2 separate regions of the Mus musculus genome follow, and region 2 is linked to region 1. The links are chromatin contacts, called in public Hi-C maps. All regions are on one chromosome and are shown on one strand. The core of a region is the stretch at or near the end of the contact, and the rest is flanking DNA. Distances in the headings are between cores, read along the strand shown.

Region 1 (5,912 bases), core at 1,464-3,963:
CTAATGGGCAGCATTTGCTCAAAGCCTCCCCATGCAGAAGGGGCAGCAGTGGAGGCCAGGGTCTGTTTCCTCTCATGTTACACCGCTCTTGCAACCTCTCCATTCATGCTGTCCCTGGTTTCTGTTTAGATGTTTAAACACTTGCATGTTTCACATGTGCATGCTCCGGGGCATAATTCCCCTTGTTCTTTGCTTCTCTGTTCTGTGTCCTTACTCTTCATAATGTAGGTCAAACCCAATGGAATGGCATGGAGCGTGTAAGTTTTAAACTATTAGTGACATGAAGAAAGCTTTAGCCATTTGCTTATAAATGAAACCATTTTTTTTAAGGGAAGGATAACACTCATTTTTCAGCTCCAGAAATTTTTTTCTCCACCTGATTAAAAAAAAAAAAAAAAAGCTCTGTGAACGGAGATTTTATGAGGAGATCAGGGGGTACTGCTGGGGTTCAGTGTGGTCTGGGTGAAGATGCTAACCGGGTGGAGATGCTCACCCCCAAGTCTTCAACTAAGCACACTGAAGGATTGCGACCAGTGTAGAAAGACCTCAGCCAATCACTGGGCTGGCTAACAGGCCCCCAGATGCCTGCACCCTAATGATTCAAGGTCCATGTGCTTATAAACCAATCAGCCCCCAGATCTGTGGGCTGCAGTCCCTGCCATCACCCAGCCTCTCCCCTGGATGTCACTGTTGTGCTGTGTGAGCAACGCCCGGGAGCGCTTCTGGGACTATGAAAAACCCTCCTTAGAAGCTGCCACCCTTGGGGCTAGAGAAGGCACCCAGGAAAATGCAGGACAAGCCTAGTCTGCAGGCACCTGGGGGGGGGGGCGTGGTCAGGACTCAAAATCCTGGACCTGTGTTCAAACCTGATGGCAATACCAGACTGTATGACTCTCTAGTACAAAGAAGCTAAGGCCTGGATAACTGGGAGGGGCTGAGGCCCTCCTTTGCGGTTCATACACCCTCCTGGACAAAGAGCTCCAAGCTGGCAGCAAGAGGAATTTGCAGGCCAGTATTCATTGTGTTCAGAGCAAGGAGCCAGATCCCAATCCCACACTTGCTATAAACAAGCAAAGGGAACATGGAGAGATGGTTTTACCCCAGCCCTGTTGCTTTGCTATAAGAATTCAGTGAGAACAAGGCTTAACAGGTGAGGCCCAACAAGGCCTTCGAAAGCAGACAGCCAGCCAAATTGACAGCCGGGGAGAGAACTCTTGCTTCTAATCCACTTGTGAAAATAAACGCAAGACCTGAGATTAGAGCAAATCGGGAGATGGGGCTGAGATTGGTGGACCCAAAGTCCCCTTTCTTTTCTTCCTGGTTCTGGGTTTCTGTGAAACGCCACTACCTCCTCACAAAGTCACAGGTACATGTGTAGGGAGGAAGCACCCAAGCTTAGCCTAAAAGCAGGCAGTGAGCCCTTTTTGTGCTATCTCCATGTTGATATGTGTGGAATAACCAAGAACAAACTTAGAACCTATGATAAGAAAGGCATGTGCCTAGGACTCCAGGCAGGGGGCTAGCACAAGATAAGTCACACCTAATTGAGGCCAGCCTAGTGTGCCTGTATTTCTCCAGCCTCATTGATGGCCACCCATCTAGAAGCCTTTGGTATCCCTTTGACTCTGTTCTCCGGGTGATGGTTTTGCGTCATTAGTTATTAAGGCATCTCCCTGGTGGGAATCAGTGTGGTGTGACCGGGTGGCATCAGCTAATGCTCCCAGAGTCTCATTCTCCATCTACAAATTGCTGGCCTTACCCTTTGTCGCATTACCTGCTCAGCACTTACACATCAAGGATGCAGATGGGCCAAGCTAGGAAAGAGCAACCAAGGTGTCTCTTTCCCTCCAGCATCCTCCAGGCAGGGGTCCCCCTCTCATCTGTATTTTATCAGCCACCTGTGGGTGGATGGGAAAGCAGAGGGCAGTCCCCTCTCAGTGCCTAAAGGAGACACTGCCTTCTAAGTGTAGAGTTCAAGAGAAAGGCCTACTTGATTTTTTTTTTTAATTACAAAATAACTCAGTGGGTGGTGAGTCCAGATTTTCCCATAGACTATCAACGCACATCCAGTGAAGCCGAAGCTTCACCTACCCCACCCCACCTTGAGTCTTTTTGTGCTTTTGAGCAGTGTGTTTTCTGGGAGAGCTTTTGGCACCTTAATCCCATCATCGGTGGGTCTGCTCATACTTCTTCCAGAGCTGTGCTTTGCTGCGGGGACTTGGTGAAGACAGAGGCGGCTGTAGCAAGCCTCAGTCAGGGGAAGGTAAATTGGAAAATGAGCCGGGAAGGGAAGGGAGGCAGTGCCCGAGCAGCTGCAGGATTGTTCAAAGCCATTTTCTCAACTGGGCTAATCATTCTTCCCCATGGTGTGGGGACACCTACGCGTGCAGAAGTGTGCACTTCTTGACTGCCGGGAGCAGCCTATTAGGAGAGACAGATTGACTCCCACCTCCTCCGTTCTCAGTCTCCTCCACTGCCCCTAAAACCCCTACCCCACAAGATAGCTCACCCACCTTTCCTCCCATTGGGAAGGGTTGTCAGTGATGGGAGGGGCTGGGCAGATTCAAACCAGCCCAGCTTGAGGAGTAGCAATAATTACAAAATCTCGGGCCGTTATCCAATTACTTTGACATGTGGCCATTCTAGGGAGTTCTAACTGGATTAAGTTCATTATAAAAAGATTAGTCCTCGAATGGGGACTGTGCATAACAAAGTGAACCTTCAAGTGTGCCGCTGCTGGGCCACCAAGGACTTTGGGAGGTGGGGGTGGGCTAGAGTGAATGGCTTTGTTTATTGAATTACTGCTTAGGGATTTGCTGAGTTTTGTTCAGATGGAGTTTGTGGCTTAAAGCGACTCTCAGCTGTTTCCTGTTTGTTTTCCTCTCTCCAGAGTGTTCCTCAATACCTTTGCAGTTATTGTCAAAGCAGTAATCCAAAATGCCTGTCCCTAATGTTCTGTGTGGACATGGAGGTGAAATTATTGATCAAAATGGATGAGACACATGAACCTCATGAATTATTCATGGGCTGTATATGAATGCACATATAGAAAGGACCGGCACTCTTCTAATGCCTCCCATTTACATAATGCTTCCTGGCTCTGCGGAGCCATTTCACATTTTTCATTTGACCCATGCAACCGTACTCCGGGATATAAGTAGACATTATTGTAAAGATTGTGCCCATAATGAAATGGAGACTCAGAGAGGTTAATCCATGGTGACCTAGCCAGAGAGTCAGCCAAAACTGAGTAACTACTGAGATCCTTGCTGCCCAGCCTGATGCTCTAGAACAACAGTTCTAAACCTGTGGGTCACAATCCCCACAGGGGTCACCTATCAGATATCCTGCATATCAGATATTTACATTACGATTCATAACAGTAGCAAAATTTCAGTTATGAAATAGCAAGGAAACAGTTTGGTGGTTGGGGGAGGGGTCACCACACCATGAGGCACTGTGTTAAAGGGGCACAGCATTAGGGAGGTTGAGAAGGTTCCAGAAGCACACCCAAACTCGGTGAACACATGTATTTTAATCACAGAGTCTGTATTCATCTCTGATTGTTGACAATTTGAATTAATCAGACTGGTTGAAATCAGATTTTGTTTGAATTCCCTTTATTTGCAGGAAGGATTTTTATCAATGAGCAGTTTTGAGCAACCCACTTACCTACTAAATATTGCCATCCCCTTCCTAAGCTTGGAACAGTTTTCATCTAGGGAAATGTCATGGAACTCTTTTGGTGTCTTCCCTAGAATGTGTGCTTCGGTTAAAAAGGGGGTAGGGTCACTGCCACTCTCTAAGGATGAATGCCCAAGCTCTGTGCATTGAGGTGTCCTGGGGTGAGGAGCATGGATATTCAGGTCCATGAGAAGGTGTAAATTAATAACCAGTCTCCTATTTTTTTTATCTACTCTCTGAGACCTTAGACTCCCTGTGGGGAACAGTTATGAATTCAGACGCTAAGCACATAACCTCCTCTGTTAGTGGGATCGGGATAGACAGTGCATCTCTGCTTTGTCCCTTTATGCCCACTGTAGTATTGTGGTTAGAAGGTCATAGCTTTCTATACCTATCTACCCATCTCAAGACAGAGCTGCAAGCGGCTTTTAACAAGAGTCAGAAATTGTCTAGCTAATGGTGTCTGTTTACCAGTCACCCCAATTCTAGACTCTGGTTACCCCGTGACTCAGGAAGGCTTAAGAGGCATGACCAGAGCAGCCCGTTGGCCTGTGTCTGGTGCCACCCTGATGGCCAGCGACTCAGGAAGGCTATTGTGAAATATAATGCAGTGGCAGTGTGGTGGCAGGGGTAGGGGGGTGGTACCTTGAAGGCCCTGTGCCAAGGTGTCCCCCTGAGAAAACATACCATGTGACAGACCTAGTATAAGGGAAGTTTATTTGAGGAAGGAAGTGGAGTGAAGACCTGGAGAAGGGATAGAGGCAGATGGAACTGAGTGTAAAGAAAAGAGGGCAGAGAAAGACAGTAAGAAGGCCTGAAAGAGAGGCTTGCCAGGAGTACATCTAGTGGCATCAGGTGATGACATAAGTCACCACTAGGTCCCTGGGAGGAGCCCAGTGGAATCCTGTAAGCCAACTGAGCATTAGACCTGGAGAGAGAATATATTTAAAGTTATAGTCACAGCAAAGGTTAAGGCAGATGCCAGTTAGCAAGGAAAAAATAAATGTGTGTAAGCAGAAATGTAGGTGGCTGCAGACCAGTGACCCCATCTAGCCTGTCTAAAATGAAACACACAGACAGACACAATTTACACAGTTACTCCCTAACGCTACCCAGTTTATAGACCATATTTAAAAGCAAAATAGATTTTTGGAGATACTCAGGATTCTCATTTGCAAAGAGTAAAGCCATTAACTCCAAAAGGAAAAAAGGAACTTAGTGGCTCATGAAACTAAAACATCATGAGCCTTTTGGCAAAGGTTTTAATCTAGTGGCTCAGAAATACCACTGACACTTCAGATGGTGGCTTTCTGATTTTTGCTAACCTCTTCAGTGAGTAGGTGTATCCCTTACTTTGACATTGCTGTAACCCAGTTCCTGACAGGATGACCTTAAAAGAGGAAAGGATTAGTTAGGGACTAAGGATATAGCTCACGAGGTAGGATACTGAACCAGCATGGTGATACCCTAGGTTCAGTCTGTCTGGTGTGTATAGGGATGGGGCATTTGGGGTCCTGGTTTCAGAGAGATTTAAGTCTGTCATAGGTGAAGTCATGGCAAGTGGCTGTATCCATGGTGGGAGGAACAGTCGACAGCAGGCAGGATGTCTTAGTTAGGGTTTTACTGCTGTGAACAGACACCATGACCAAAACAACTCTTATAAGGACAACACTTAATTGGGGCTGGCATATAGGTTCAGAGGTTCAGTCCATCATCATCAAGGTGGAAGCAAGGCAGCATCCAGGCAGGCATGATGCAGGAGGAGCTGAGAGTTCTGCATCTTCATTTGAAGGCTGCTAGCAGAATACTGACTTCCAGGCAGCTAGGATGAAGGTCTTAAAGCCCACATTCACAGTGACAAACCTACTACAACAAGGCCACACCTCCCAACAGTGCCACTCCCTGAGCAGAGCATGTACAAACCATCATATAGGTGTATTAGCTTATTTACATGGTGGTATGCAGGGAGCAGAGCTGTTCAGAACAGAACCAGGGGAGAGTAAAACCTTCCAATGTCTGGTCCCCAGTCTCCCATTGTCACGATCTGGCCCTTACCTCCTAAAGGCTCCCTCATCACAGAGCCCAATGAAGAAACATACAAATTTCAAGTCATAATGGCAGAAAAAAAGAGGGTTACTTTTCATAACGGTTCCTGTAAAAGTTTTAGAATGTATGGGCCCAGCTTGGTGATGTGCCTATCATCTGAACCAACTGTGGTTGCTGAGGGA
Region 2 (6,381 bases), core at 2,390-4,889, 170 kb after region 1:
ATGGAATGAAATTTTGTAAATAAATAAGTAAATAAATAAATAAATCTGAGTTCCAACTTCTAGCTTGTGGGAACTGGCTCTGACTGGCCTCAGTGAGAACTTCCTCTCTATGCGGAAGTCGGGTCTTGCCCTCCATGCGTTCTCATTTTCATTGTGTTTCAGAGTTGGATTCATTGCCAATATATTTTGAATATCTGACTTTTTTTAAAACAAAACAAAGAATGCTAGGCCAAATTCCCAAAGTATCAGAGCCGTGGCCTCCAGATACCCTTGTTGAAGTTAAGGTCAGACAAGACACCAGTTGTCATTTAACACCAAATGGCTTTGTCTGCAAGTCCAGGAAGACCTCTAAGTGTGTGACCTTTTTCTCCAACCTTAGTCCTGCCTTCCGGTAGCCCCCACAAAAGTCCGACCTTAATCGCCAGTCTGTAGATAGTAAGCATCCTGGAGCCAAGAAATCTCCTGTAGGTGTAGGCTGGATTCTGTGTAGGTGTCTTGCAATATTTCTCTGAACATTATTCATCTGTAACATTCAGCAGCTCTGAAAAGGTCCATGACCCACCAAAGCACAAGAGCCCACAGATCTGAAGCCTGGCTTCTTGGAAGACAGCAAGTGATAATTGACAAAAGACCACGTGGAAACAACGTAGACGAGGGGTGGGGGGAGTGCAGCCAAGATGGCTGAAGGGTCCATCAGCTTTGCCTGCTATTTTACAATCTGTCGTGTATATATAAGCAGTCCCTCCCATGCCTGTGCATTACACACACACGCACACATACACACATTCCAATTCATCCAACTACCTCACTCCCCACAACTTTGAACCTTGTGCCTGAAAACCGAAATGGTGATGATAACCCCCTCTTTGGCCCCCATATAGGCTCTGAGGATTATCGCAACAGATTCAGCAGTGAGTGCTTCATGGACCTAGTGTGCCCTGAAAAGTGCCGCTGTGAGGGCACCATTGTGGACTGCTCCAACCAGAAGCTAGCCCGCATCCCAAGCCACCTCCCTGAATATACCACTGACTTGTAAGTCCTACCCCTCCCTACCTCTCTTTACATATACTTAGTCACTTTGAGTTAGGCCAAGTAGGGTCTTCTGTGTACTTGGCTGAGAAGCAAGACACCAGGAGTATGCATGCAGGTTGCTTGCAAGGTTAGACCGTTCATTGGTTCTATGAATGCTTTCTGGACACTCACTATAAAACCAGGCGTTGCTCTAGGCTTACATTTCTACAGAGTAAATGCACCTGCTGTTTCTTAGGAGCTTATAGAATCTCCAGAAAAATAGATATTAAATAAAAATTATTACTAGGCAAAAATAAATGCAACTAAGATGATTGAATGCATCTGAACCTCCCAGTAGTCCCTAGAAAGGGACATTGATTTATTCAAACACTGGCAGAGGTGTAAGGGCAATCTGGCTTTAAAATCCATTACCCCACTGATTACCAGGTTGATTCAACTGATGTGGCTGGCTAGGTGGATGTCCCTACCCTTCTTCAGTGCTCCATGTGCATACCCCCTAAGTGCCACACTTGCCTACAGAGGATGACTCCCCAGTAGAGCCTCCAAACAAGCTCTTAAGACCTGAAACAGGATAAACTAAAACTTGAAGCATGTAAGAGGATAAGAAATGGCCTGTGGTGCTAAACAGACCTGATACTGACCTCACCTCTGTCCCCTCCAGCCCCACTGGGACCTCTTCCCCACCATGTCAGGGGAGAGGGGGACAGGGACATGGCATCTCCTTCTATTACTTCAGAAGGTCTAGAAATAGACACAACACAATATTCCTCTAGACTCTTGGCACAGAGTGAGCCCTGGTTAGAGTGGCAGACTGGTGGCTATTATTGCTTTCTTTGACTGCTCCAGCCATTGGAGGGCACCACAGCACGGCTCTGAGCACACAGGGACACTGAGTACAGAAACCTTGAGCTGACATAAGTAGTCAGGAAAGAACTGAGCAACGTAGGCTCAGGAGACCCTGAGGAAAGCTCCCGGGGGTGTTTGAGTTACCATTGGTACCCCATAAAATGGAGGCAGATACATGGTCTTTGTGTGTTTAAATAGTAATATGTGTCTGTGCACAGCATGCAAGAAGCCACTGTCCCATCTCTCTTCGCCCTTCCCCATCCACCTCTCTTTGCCGAGCCCCTTGCCTCATTCTGAAGTTTTTCAAGGTTCTCTTGAACTTTACTGACTGTGAAGTTCGGGCAGAGCTCAATAAAGGCCGTGTGAGGAAGACCCTCAGGCAAGTAGCACAGGGGGTGCCTCACCTCAGCTAAGCGTCTTCTGCCTTCCCACGCAGGCGACTGAACGACAATGACATCTCTGTGCTGGAGGCCACTGGGATCTTCAAGAAGCTGCCCAACCTGCGGAAAATGTGAGTCAGGCTGGGGACCGCAGTGGCCGCCTCAGCTTTCCTGGCCCTTCACCTGTCACTCCTGCCCCTGAACCTCCTCCTGTCCCCTGCTGTGCCCTGGTCTGGAAGTCAGGGACACAGCACAGAAGAAAATGAAGCTTGGTTGTCGCTGAGTTGTCAGGTACAGGGAGATTGTATATCCCGTGGCTCCTTGACTCCTATCCTTGCCTCTTCTACTTGCTCTACCCTCAGCCATGTTGAGCATGCATCTCAGGAGATTGTAGGAGGGACTTGGAGTAACTGAGTCGGGATGTCTGGGACCCAGTGATATTTGGGTGAGGTCTGCGTGGGAGAGATACGTCAGAAAGGAACCCCCAGCTGCTTCCAGTAGATTTGGTCTGAGTGGAGTCTGGGCTTAGGACCCACATACTGTTAGTGGTTTCTATAGTGCATGGCTGCTTGTCCCAATAATTTTTATTCCTTACTTGGAGTTTGGGCCAAGTCAAAAAGCCAGCAAGAGGATATTGTTCCCTGTGATAGCCCTTGTCGTTGGCCAGGGCTACCGTCCTGCCTCAGGGATATCAACTTCTTTAGTCTTCCTTCACCCATCTGGTGCCAGTTTCATGTTCCACGCAGGGCAAGCAAGGGAGTGATGGCTAGGAGATGTTCAGTGACCTCTCTAAAGCCACATAGTGAATAAATGTCAAAACTGTCTCTCAGACTTGGGTCCACTTGAGTCACCACAGTGACTGGGCTTGTTTCTACCTCGCCCTCCTGAGTGTCCCTGCAGAGGTGCCAGCACAGAGAGCCAGCCAATTCCCCGGACACACTTGTTTTTAACCTGCCTTCCCACCACACCCAAATCCCACATCTACCAGCCTCACAGAGCTGTCTGTTTCTTCAACAAGGCAAATGTGGCCCATCATTACTTATCAATCTGTATATGCTAACTCGTCTCTGTACCAAAACTCTGAAATCACATTTTTTTCATGCTGTTTGTATCATTTACACACTTACTGTAGTGGAAAACCTGTTCACCCCAACCTGTGTCCCTTAACTGAGGCTAAACACGGTGATGCTCTCTGCCTTGTGGGTTCAGCTCGCACACTGGAAGCCAGTATCCACTTTGTGGTTTATCCAGCGGCATGTGCTTTGCAGCTTTGTGCTTTTTGGCACCAACTTTGGCCCAAGCACAGTACTGGCACACTGTCTAGATACTCGGAGCCTGAACCAGCTGCACTGTGCCTCACTGAGGGCACAAAGTGAGAGAAGCTCCCTCCATTGTTCAGGCGTGAGCCCAGCACTGCTGGCCATGAATGCAATGTTGATGAATCAATAGTATAGTAAATACAGTGTTTCCGAACAGAAGCACTCACAGAACAAGCCTATTATCGATCGGTTGATGGAAACGCCATGACCATGGGCTCACGTGAGCCTCATCGAGCTCCTCCAGGAGCAGCGAGAGCAGCAATTCAGTGTGTGCTCATTCGGTGTTCTTGGCGATGTAGAATATAACAATCATGAATCACGAGGACCGCCTGTCGTTCCTTATCTCCCGTTCATCACACTTCTACCCGTCAGAGCCCTGCAGACAAGGGAACAGATGCCTTCCAGGCCCTAGACAGCTACTCTCTCAGTGGCACGACTCATGGGTCCCTGCCAACCACAGCCACTGACTTAGCCACAGGCCCCTGTAAAGTAAATCTGTGCCTGGAGCAAGAGATGAGCTCTCTGAGGGAGCCGCTGAGACCAAGGCACATGTAAGGCTATAGAGGATGTGGCTATTGCTGTGGCCCGGGTGCCCCTTGGTTTCCACCTGTAGACAGATGTGGAGGTGAATGTGGCCATGAAGAAGGTATGGAAGCAAGTCAACACTGCACAAGGACCTATTTACCCAGAAAACAGGACCCCGGGAATCTTTGTTTCTGCAAAAACACACACCGTTTAGGGGAAAGTCACACAGATTGTGTTCCCACTTGTGACAGGGATGTGAACACAGAGAAATATTGCTATAGACGAAGGGAAAGAAGAACACAGATATACGACAGGAGAGAGCCAGTCCCCGTCCCCAGCCACTTGCCACAGACCCGAGCATGGCCAAATGCAAGCCCAGATCTCAACCGAAGGAAAAGATGCTGCTTGGTTAGCCCCCGTGTTTGCCATACAGGAGTGAAGGTCGGGGATGCCAGATATTCCCCACTGCTCCAGACTAGCTGAACATTCCTGGGGCGGGGGGGGGGGGGGGAGGGGTGGACTTGCTGACTGAGCTCAGTGCCAGTACTTATCAGTACCAGCCAACCGGATAAGACCCCTTCAGGGTAAATCCAGCCCCAGATCACCAGCTGCAGCTACTGCCAAGTGAAGTGTCATTGTGCCCTGAACCAGTCATTACCCTACTCCCACATAGAGGTAGTGTGTCAGGATATCTGACAGTATAGTGTTTGAAGCCAGTGGTGTGTCTGCCTCACACTTGAGCCAGGTCCCTAAGGCTGCCTGGTCTTGAATCTACTATTTCTGATTTGGACGAAGATAATTGGACCCTGCTGTGTTTTCTGCACCTCTGGCCCTTATACCCTGGCAACCCCACACAGCTTTCCAAAGGGCATCACAGCCATGCAAGGTAGGATCCTTGCCCGAATGCTTTAGGCCCTGAGTACCATCCCTAGAGCAGAGAGATGGGAGTTGGGTGGAGAGGGCAAAAAGAAAAAAAAGGAGACTCCGTGTTCAAAGAGCTGTGGCTCTCCTTGCAGTGGACTTCAGGCCAGTTAGGATGCTGAGGAGAGTCACCCATAGCCTGGAAATGAGCCAGCTGAAGTCATGGGTACATGGTTGGATTTGTTGCTGGTTCCTGTGTTTTTAATAAGAATTAGGCAACCACTTTCAACATTCAGAAGCTTTCACAGAAACCATAAAATCTCGCTTTCTGGTACCTCGGGGACTATCAAATTCCCCGGAGCAGAACTAGCTCCACCGTCTCAGGCTGGCCCCATAGAGTCTAACAGAATAGCAGCTGCTCCTTAGATGGACACAAGGTCCTGGTCACCTTTGTTTCCAAGGGGCCTGCTTCTCATCGCCATTAAGTCACCCGCTTAGAGACTATAAGTTTGTAGTAGTCCCTCAGGGAGGGACAGGTTCATTCATGGTCAGTGGACAAGGCCTCCTCATCCTGGCACTGTGCCAGAGCATATCCGTCATGGCCAGTTGTCCTTGTTCCCAGAAAGGTCTACTTAGCTTTCTGCTATAGTCCTCCTGGGACCAGACTCTGTTCCCACTGCAGGAGTAGCTGGCCAGCCCTGTAGCCACAGGGAGCAGTGCCTGGGAGAGCCTGCCTCCTCTGCCTGGACTCGGGCGTTCTGCAGGGAGTTGTATGGATCCCCTTGCTTGCCTCTATGTCCTTTGGGAAGAGTGAGGCCAGAGCACCCATCAGCTTGCAGAGGCAGTACCCACAAGCCCGCTGAACCACCCCTGGACCCAGTATGAGTTTCTGAGGCTGGACCAATAGAACCAAAGGCACAAGGAAGGACCTTCCTCCAGAGAGGTCTGTAGGGGCAAAGGGAGAGAGCCCACTAGCTACATGTTGAAGCTTCCTGAGGGAGAGAAGAGTCTCAAGAAAACACAGCATTGAGGCTACACCAGAGCTCTTAGAAAATCCAGACACACTCATTTTGTGTCTAGAATATTTGCTCCGAGTTCTGCTCTGTCTCCCATCCCTCCACTACGGACTTCAGTGGTAAGCCCCGCTTTGGTGGCTAGAGAGGGAACAGCAGCCAGCCCTTCTAGAAAGTACTACAACTGCCCCCACCCCTTCTGTTCTTCATTCTCCCAGATTAAGGAGATGTGATTCATGAACCTTACAGTAATGGGACGTTAATTTTGCTCTGTTGTAGAAACAGCTGTTAGTAAGCGGGAGCCTTCCCACCTCCTGCTCTAACTCACCATCATTGTCCAGCCCTGCGTGCTCACGCCCTAGCAGCCCCTCTCCCTGGAGCCTAACCTGCTAGGAAAACCTTGAT

The links. A called contact is a pair of places that touch in the nucleus more often than the background predicts.
Region 2: a contact with region 1 is called in a Hi-C map of the N1E-115 cell line, with 4 times the contacts expected there. The contact joins two enhancer-like sites. A contact is called at or near these places in 7 of 39 promoter capture datasets (cranial neural crest, embryonic stem cells, hippocampal neurons and 2 more) and 1 of 484 Hi-C or Micro-C datasets (the N1E-115 cell line).

The regions. Positions count from the first base shown.
Region 1 is chr11:35,451,923-35,457,834 of GRCm38.p6, forward strand. All of the region lies in intron 4 of Slit3 (slit guidance ligand 3), which reads left to right. Among named protein-coding and RNA genes, the nearest start is that of Gm39705, 90 kb to the right of the region's middle. Within about 2 kb of position 2,714, at least 8 of the 459 cell types and tissues checked have an H3K27ac peak or open chromatin away from gene starts, as enhancers often do. A contact at or near this core is called in the N1E-115 cell line, where this site is marked.
Region 2 is chr11:35,621,127-35,627,507 of GRCm38.p6, forward strand. Slit3 (slit guidance ligand 3) reads left to right here. Exons shown (of 36, transcript NM_011412.3): 15 at 882-1,032; 16 at 2,315-2,389. Among named protein-coding and RNA genes, the nearest start is that of Mir218-2, 7.5 kb to the left of the region's middle. Within about 2 kb of position 3,640, at least 27 of the 459 cell types and tissues checked have an H3K27ac peak or open chromatin away from gene starts, as enhancers often do. A contact at or near this core is called in the N1E-115 cell line, where this site is marked.